Linked DNA regions of Mus musculus: region 2 is linked to region 1. The links are chromatin contacts, called in public promoter capture Hi-C maps. All regions are on one chromosome and are shown on one strand. Each heading gives the region's core, a stretch centred on a gene start, on an enhancer-like site or on the middle of the called end of the contact. The rest is flanking DNA. Distances are from core to core; before and after follow the strand shown.

Region 1 (4,229 bases), core at 290-2,789:
GCTACCCCTGTCTTTCTTCAGAAAAAGGGCACCCTTACTGCCAAGTCATTAATGGGGGATATTAAATAATATTTATCTCCTAGTTCCTCCCACAGCTCAACTAAATATAGCAACTAATTTTTTTTGAAAAAGGATTTCTGCTCCAGAAAGATAATATTTACATAAGAGGTGGTTTTCATAAACCAATACAAACCCAAAGCATCCCTTCTGACAGCTCTTCCTACTTCCCAGACTGCCTGGAGCAGAGGGACACCCAGGCCAGAGCATGGTTCCTCTGGTACCTGGCAACTCTCAAGGGTGAGGGGCTCTCCAAAAAGATAGAAGTTTGGAGTGGTTGGGCTCTCTCTCTCTCTCTCTCTCTCTCTCTCTCTCTCTCTCTCTCTCTCTCTCTCTCTCTCTCTCTTCCTCCCTCCCTCCCTCCCTCTCTCCCCCTCCCCCCTTTCCTTCAAGCTTACAGGTGCTGTGGCCCTGAGCCAGGAGTGACAGGAGGACATTGCAGGGAACCTCTGATGTCCACACTACACGCTCCTAACAATGTGTGGGGCTCATCTAGACGGGGTCTACTGGCACTGGCCAGGCAAGACTTTGGACAGGAAGGAGAATCCCATGCTCCTTGACAGAGGGGAGGAAGCCATGCCTCTAGTAAACTGAAAGAGTACGTGGGCTACCTCGGTCCCCAGAGATGGGGCAGGCACCATTCCAGATCACCAGCTGGGGAAAAGACTCCTCCAGACCTCCGACCTGCCCCTCCAAGAAGGTGGGTCTTTGCCTCAGCAGTTCAAACCCACATCAACTCCCGGCAGCCACATCCGCTTGGGGTTGCAGAAAGAGGAAGACCTGGGACTGGGGTTAAGAGCACCAAAGCTGACAGCTGACAGGCTGCACCGTCTTGGGCGCCTTAGTGAACCTTCCGGGGAGACATCGGAACCCCCTGATAGGTTGGGCCTCGGAGTCGCTGGCTAGAGGGCCTCAAGCGTCTGCACTTGCAGGGTGTCCGCAGATCGCACAGCAGGTGCGGGCATCCAGTAAGGCTCTGGGATAAAATGGGCTAAGGATTGCAGGGGTGCATCGAGATGGGGAGTGGAGAGCCAAATCCTGCCTCCTCTTCCCCCGAAGGAGACCGGGAGGCCCCACCAGGTGCCCCACGCGCATTTGCAGAGGCTTACTGAGCCCGGCTTCCTGCCGAGTCAGGAGGGGACAACCGGTCCCCACTGCAGGGCAGGAACCCACGCTCACCGTTGGGGCCGTAACGCTCCCGCGCGTCGGTCACCTGCTCCAGGCTCAAGCCGCCCTCGGCTGTCACCGAGAAGCGACGCAGCACGTCGGCAGCGGAGAGCAGGTGCGCCTCCTCCATGCTGCCTGCCCGGCCGTCCGCGACGTCCAGGTCGCTTCTCCTCAAGGCTACTGTGTGGAGTGCTGCGAGCTTGGGGCGGGGCGGGCCCCTCGGGAGGCCATGACCACGCTGGGACCTTCCCCGACGGCAGTGGCTATGGCAGCCCGGGCCCGCGCCAGGATGCTGTGCCCGGGGCTCCGTCCTCTGGGCGGGGCGGCGCGGGACCCGCCCTGCACCCACACCCCTTCCGGCCGCAATAGCAGCCGCCGCCCCGCCCCGCCGAGGGTGGCGGGGGACCGAGTATGCTACCCTCCTGTCCACATACTGAAGCTAGAGCCAGGGAGCCTCGAACTCGGTCTGCAAAGCTGGGGGACCTACTGCTTTCATGTCGCCGCCTCTCTGTGTCCTAGGAGCTCGAGGGTGTTTGTGGTTGTGTCCGGGGGTGTTGCAAATTGCAGTTGTCCGTTTAGTGGCACCCCACTTCCCAGCTCCACCTCTGCACAGAGTCTGGCGGGAAGCCGATGCAGTGCACTGGGGGTCTCTTGCGGAAGAAACAACCTGATGCTTTCTTTCCTCTAGTGCTGAATGTGTGCGCCTTACACGTTCCCAAAGGTCCTGCGACGAGTGTCATTCTTCATACACTCGCATCTCTAAGACCCCAAAAATGGCCCAGTGGGGAAGGAAGGTAAAAAGTACCAGGCTGTTACCTACCAGTCCAGCGTCCCCAACAGGTGAATGGTGCGGTGGGGATTCAGAGAGATCCCCGGGAACTCGAGCGAGGCAGAGGGGTTCCTTGCTTAGGGTGCCTGGCGGGGACTGACCCTGACCGAGGGAGGGACAGGGGAAACTCCCCTATATCAGCACTGTCAGGGAGTGCCAAAGGGTTGCAGGCCTGCGGAGGTGGAAGGCAGAGACCACTCACCTTCCAAAAGGGGGAGCCAAGAGAACAGCTGATCTCATCCCCACTCCTTGGCTCTTGGTTAAGTGCAGCCGCGGAATCACCAAGGCTGCCAGGGTAGTTCCTACCTTTTTGCACCTGGGTCCCAAAGCACCCGTGCACTCTGAAGCTTCCGGCCTGCCTGAGCATGGGCACCCCAGAGTCGAGTATTTTTATCCTGTTTCCACCCCTCTATGCTTTCCAAATATTGACTGGTGAGGACAGGGACAGATTGGGCCTTTTAGTGGCTTTGGAAAGGCTGTCCAGACTCTATGACATCAGCTGGGTCTCAGCTGCTGTAGGGATAAAGGAATGTTACTTTTATGGCCGTGTCTCCTTCCAGCTGACATTTTAGTTGTTTACTTGGGATTTTTCTAAGACGAGGTCTTGTTATGTAGTCCAGGCTTTCTTCAAAGTCTTGGCCATCCTCCTGCCTCAGCTTCCAGAGTGCTAGGATTACAAGTTATGCTACCATACTCTGACATTTTAAGCTTCAACTCCAACATCTCCAGGTATCTTCCTCCTTCCCTTTCCCTCTGACCAGGACAGGACACAGACAGCCTCTCTTCATTTGTAAGTTGCTAGGAAACTTGGTAGGACTCTGCTGGAGACAGAGCCACCCAGGGATACTTTCCCACTGGAGACCTCCCTCCCCGACACATGGAGATATAGACATTCAAGCAGCAATCACCCTGCACCCTCCCAAGCACACACATCCTGGGGGCTTATACCTCCTCTGCCAACCTCAGGGGACATCAGCCCTAGCCTCTCCCACTTTTCCCATCCCACAGCTGTGAGTTGGCTTTGCTAGAAGACAGCCCCAGGCCTGACTGTTTGCTTTGGCAGCCCCACCCCTTTCTCCAGACCACTCCACCCTCTCTTCAAACTCTATGAGCAGAGCAAGATGGTGGCTCCTACCTGGCAGGTGAATATACCTGTCAGCATGCCCACCTGCCTGGCTGTCCTCATCAGGACTTCTGAGTACCCCTCCAAACTTGCCCAAGTCCCACACAGTCAATTCACGTTCCCTGTCCATCACTTCTGTGTTCTTAATTATGTACCTGCCTCCGCCTAGATGACAGCTCAAGGCTAGGTCACGAGCAGGCTGTCCAAAGGGCATGTCTCTTCTCCCTACTTCCTCACAGCTCCAGGCCTACCTAGCCCCAGAGCTTCTGAACTCTCTCACAGGGTAGATGGTGGCCATTCGCCAGCAGAATCTTGCCTGGCTACCTCAAGTGAGGACAGTCAGGAGGAGGCAGGTGTTCCTTGGGAAGGTTTGGGTGTCGCAAGCTGTCACAAGATGTTTGAATTAAATGTGGAAAACTTCAGCCTCGTGTCTGGATGGAGACCCAGTCCCAGCACAGCTGCATCATGGAAGCAGGAAATGGCAGCCTGGAAGATAGATGGGGTGGTGGTGGTGGGTACAGATTTAGACATCAATCCTTGATTAGACTGGTCCTTACCCTCAAGGCTTTTAGGCAATGAGAAATAGGGTCAGATTTGCCTTCTAAAAAAAATCTTCCATGGAGCTAATCTGGGGAAGTGATGGAATGGGGGGCTGGATGGGGGGGGGGGAGGAAGAGTTTCTGGTTTCAGCTTGCTCAGTAAGGGGTAAGGGTCAGGCTAAGGAGAAGGGCAACAGGGTGAGGTAGAAAAAGGAGTCACTGTGGGGATTAGGAGCCTGAGGTGCTCCAGGGGTGTTAAGCCACCTGTATACATCCCAACACACACACACACACACACACACACACACACACACACACACACACACACACAAAGGGGAAGAGAAGTAGGACAGGCTCAACCATTCAGAACAGGGTGAACTCAGCCAAGCAGAGTCTCTCCTGACAGTATAAGCCTTAGGCCAAAGCTCCAACCAGGAGGGGACCAGAGTTCATTAGGGTTTCAAACTCAGTGCTGTGTCTGGTGGAAGAGCAGGGTAGCAAAGATAAGTCAAGA
Region 2 (3,998 bases), core at 1,270-3,769, 830 kb after region 1:
GCCTAGGAGACACCACAGGCTCCAACTCCTCCCTCCACCAGGCAGTGAGGTCAGCTGCTGCAAATTGCTAGTTATTCTTTTCTTCAATTAAGGACAATTCTTCTGATACAGGAAGTTAACTCCCACCAGCTAATCTAACAGCCTTGAGTCCCGATGTGTCTGCTCTGTCTGAAGGCAGGCCAGAGCTGCCTTGACAGTCACTCCAGGTCTGTGCAAAGAAGCTGCCTGAGAGGCCAGGCTGTGCAAGCCCTACTGGGCTCCATGCCCACCTCTCAGGGGAGCCTCACACTGGGAGGGGTTGCAGGGAAGGCATAGAGGGGGAGCCAGGTAGCTTGCTTATAGAATGTGAGATGCTTTGCAAGTACCTATCTGCTTGGCACCTCACCTGTATGGTCCACCCACCCCTTCCCAAGGCCAGTAGTCTAGGATTTGGGATGGACAAACTCAGAGAGGAAAGTCTTAGGGGCTCCTATCACTAGTAAGCAGATATGTTTTCCTGGGTCTGTGTCCATGTGAATATGCACACAGATATTCATATACACATCTACTCATGTACATACATGCACACACACATACACACACACACACACACACACATACACACACATATATACACACACACATACACACACACACAGCTATGCCAGGAAACAGGACTGCTGTCAACCTGTGGTCACTGTTCCTGCTGAGAGCCACAACCTGGGGAGGTACTTAGGCCTAACTGTGTCCCTTCTGTGACAGGTTCATTATGTCTTCTGTAGTCAGTGGTGTCCACTGTCACTACTTATGGACCCACAGACCAGGTGGCCAAATGGAGACATTATACAAACTGCTAAGCTTCTGAAATTCCCAGAGCCTCAGGGAAGTGTAAGAAGGAGGAGACCCAGAGGGACAGAGCTCAGGCCTGAAATGGAATTCTGTAGGACAGTGAATTGTCTTAGCCTGTTTCCTCTGCATAAAGTGGGGTGACACAGTACACCCCAGAGGGTACATCCAGACTTAACAAAAGTTCACACAGAAAGCCACACAGACTGCAGTTCCAATATGGGGGAGCACTCCAGAGTTAGAGGTAGAAAGGTGGTATCCGTGCCCTCCCTGCTAGTAGCCAGTGGCCTGAGATGGTGAACAGCTTTGGATCCAGGACTTTGGGGCTTCTGAACTTCCATGTCTACAAGATGTGTTGCTGTCCCACTCTGGAGTCCTTGGGACTAAAGGGTTTTTTGAGAGGTGAGACAGTCATAGCTAAAACTAAGATGGAGAATCTTTGTCAAAGCATGCTAGCTAGCTGTCGTGAGTGAAGGCACGTTGTTCGGTCTGCACAGAGGACCCTAGGAAAGCCTGGTTTGGTAGATGAGGCATCAGAAAGCAGGGAGAGGTCCATGAGTAGGCGATACAGACTTCCTTTCGCTGAGGTGAAGAACTTTGTTGCTGCTAGCTCTGTGCAAAAGTTTCGGGAAGACTCTTGCCTGAGGCTGAGCCTTTGATAGACTAAAGAGGGAGTGTAAGGCTGATTAACCTGGATAGGCTGAAGGAGTCAAAGCCCAGAAATGGGTGTGTCCCGTAGAGGCCCCTTGTGTGCTTTGTTTCTATGGGGCAGTGGATGGGGCACTTAAGTCCTGGCTGGCCTAGGGGTGGAACTGTCTAGTGCCCAGTGTGGGTGCTTGGCTGCAGACTGTGGGAGAAAAACAGGCTTCAGGGAAGGCCCAACAGTCCTCTAAGGAGCCTAGCCCTCACCCTAACCGTCAGCAGGGAGGAAGTGGCCTCGCCTGGAACTGAGCTAGGGAGCCGACTGCTCTCTCCAGGACCCTACCTTCTAGGCCCCATCTAAAACGACTGACCATCTCCTGTGGATCCCCTGACTGCAGTGGGCAGAAACCACAATTTAAATGTCTCAGGAGGCCCGCTAATTAGAATGTCAGCACTTCTGTGAGAAAGTGTTAGGGGGACACACTGCTTTCTGCCAGGCTCCCCACAAACTCTGCTTAGCGTTTACTGGCAGGTGGGGTTTGCAGGTTTAACGGATCCTTTAGTGCTAAAGGACAAAAGCTTTCCTCTCTTGAGACTAGAGCAGATGCAGGCATCCAGCATCCCTGGAGTTGGGAGCTGATGGAGAAGTCCCCTCTCATCTCTGCGAGACTTCGTTCTAGGTTTCTCAGTCTCCTGGGTCCTGGTCTTCCTTGCTCTCCCTGTCCTCACAGACTCTAGCCAGCTCCGATTTCCTTGAATTTCTCTCTCTCCCAAGGGTGTTTCTGCCCTAGGAGCGCCTCTTTCTGGTGCCTTGTCTCAGGGTCACTGCGCCCCAGGCTCGCAGTCCATGTCTTCATCCCTGCCTGGCCCGCAGCGTCTCCGAGCTGTAATCCGGAGTCTGTCTACGTCTGTCTTTCAGCGAGGGTCGGGGTCTCAGTGGCCGCAATCAGTGGGCTGCGCCTCCCGCGCGCTGCGGTGGCCGCGCGGCTCCGGGCGGGGGTGCGGGCCCGCGGGGGCGGTGTCGGGCGCCTTCCGTCGTCAGTCCCTCCCCGGCGGCGCGGAGGGGGGGCGGCGCGGTCGCCGCTCGGCTCCTTTAAGGGAGCGGGAGGGAGCGGCGAGGCGGCGGCGGTTGCGGTGGAGGCGGCCGAGCGAGCGGGGCGGGGGCGCGGGGCGCGGCGCCCGGAGAGTCCGCTCCGGCCGAAGGCGCCGGGGCCCGGCCGGGAGCGAGCAGCGCCGGCAGCACAGCGGAGCCCGCCGCCCGGGACATGGCCAAGGCGGGCAGCGCAGGTGAGCGCGGCGCGGGGCGCTCGGCGGGTGGCGGGAGGGATCGCTCGGCCCAGGTGAGCCCCCCAACCAGGTGGGCGGAGGCACAGTGACCGCGGCGACCCGCCCGGACCCCGGGGCGTGCATAAGGGGCTCCGCGCGCCCTGCGTCCTTCCCGCGCCCCCAGTCACCTCGTGGGACACCGCATCCCGCTTGCCCCGCTGCACTGGGTCAGGTCCACGGCTCCTCAGTCCAGTCGGCAGTTCGGAGCTGTCGCTGCCCTCCGGGAGACCGGGGGAGTAGACCCCGGCACCGGAACCCAAAGGGGATGTCCCGCGGTCGCTGATCCATCCCACGCCCCAACAAACCAGGACGCGCCCCCTTGTCCTGTCACTCTCTATCTTGGATGCGACAGTCCCCCGCCCCTGCCACCAGCTGGGTTAAGAGACCCAGATTACTGGTCCCGTCGCTGGAGGGGTACACTATGGCTGGGGAGCCTCCCCGCCTCCCACCTGACCCAGAGGCAGAGCCTCAGGTGCCGGGCTAGGCAGGCGGGGCCTCTGTTGGGGTCCCATGGGCTCGGCTCTCCTGCAAGCTCAGAGCTGTAGCCCAAGGATCCCAGGGAGTAGGTGTTAGTCGTCCCTTCATTCATCCAGTCAGGCGTTCATTCACCAGCATCTGCTCTGATGTCAGGCCCTGTGAGTTGGTTAGGACCTGGAGGGGACCAGGTTTAGCCCCGGACTCCCCACTCTGTGCCCTGGACCCCTACAGTGCCCTAAAAGGCCAAGTTGAGGAAAGCCAGTGTTCATAGGGCTGGCCACAAATGGATGAGGCTGGTCTCAACAGTCCTGAGCTTGGGAGCTCTGGCGTGTGAGAATCTGCCATGAACTCACTCCCAGCCTGTGACGTTGGCAGGTGCCATGCCATCCCCGTGGGGCCTGGTGTGAACCCCACTTCTCCACCCATAGGCATGGCAAAGATGGAATGAACATGACCACCTGCCCGCACTCTAGATGTGAGTGCCATTGAACTGCCTGCGACCCTGGGACAGGTCCCAATCCTTGGCATGGACTGGCCTTGTGACTCAGGTGTGGCAGAGGAATCCTGTGAGGGAGAGGCTGTTTGTGTGAGACAGCATAAGCAAATGCATCTAAACACCCCCTTTCCCACTTCCCTCCCCTCCCCTCCCGAGGGAGGCACAGTGAGATGACACCAGGAGGCTGGAAAAGGCTCTCTGCTCCCTTCTTTCTCCTGCCTTGGTCCCTCCC

What was found. Promoter capture Hi-C pulls out the DNA fragments that hold promoters and counts their contacts.
Region 2: a contact with region 1 is called in a promoter capture Hi-C map of embryonic stem cells. The contact joins the promoter of Pitpnm3 here to the promoter of Atp2a3 in region 1. A contact is called at or near these places in 4 of 39 promoter capture datasets (embryonic stem cells and liver).

Annotation. Positions count from the first base shown.
Region 1 is chr11:72,958,479-72,962,707 of GRCm38.p6, reverse strand. It overlaps Atp2a3 (ATPase, Ca++ transporting, ubiquitous), which reads right to left and starts at 1,539. Exons shown (of 22, transcript NM_016745.3): 1 at 1,237-1,539. The coding sequence starts at 1,354.
Region 2 is chr11:72,134,410-72,138,407 of GRCm38.p6, reverse strand. It overlaps Pitpnm3 (PITPNM family member 3), which reads left to right and starts at 2,519. Exons shown (of 20, transcript NM_001024927.2): 1 at 2,519-2,754. The coding sequence starts at 2,733.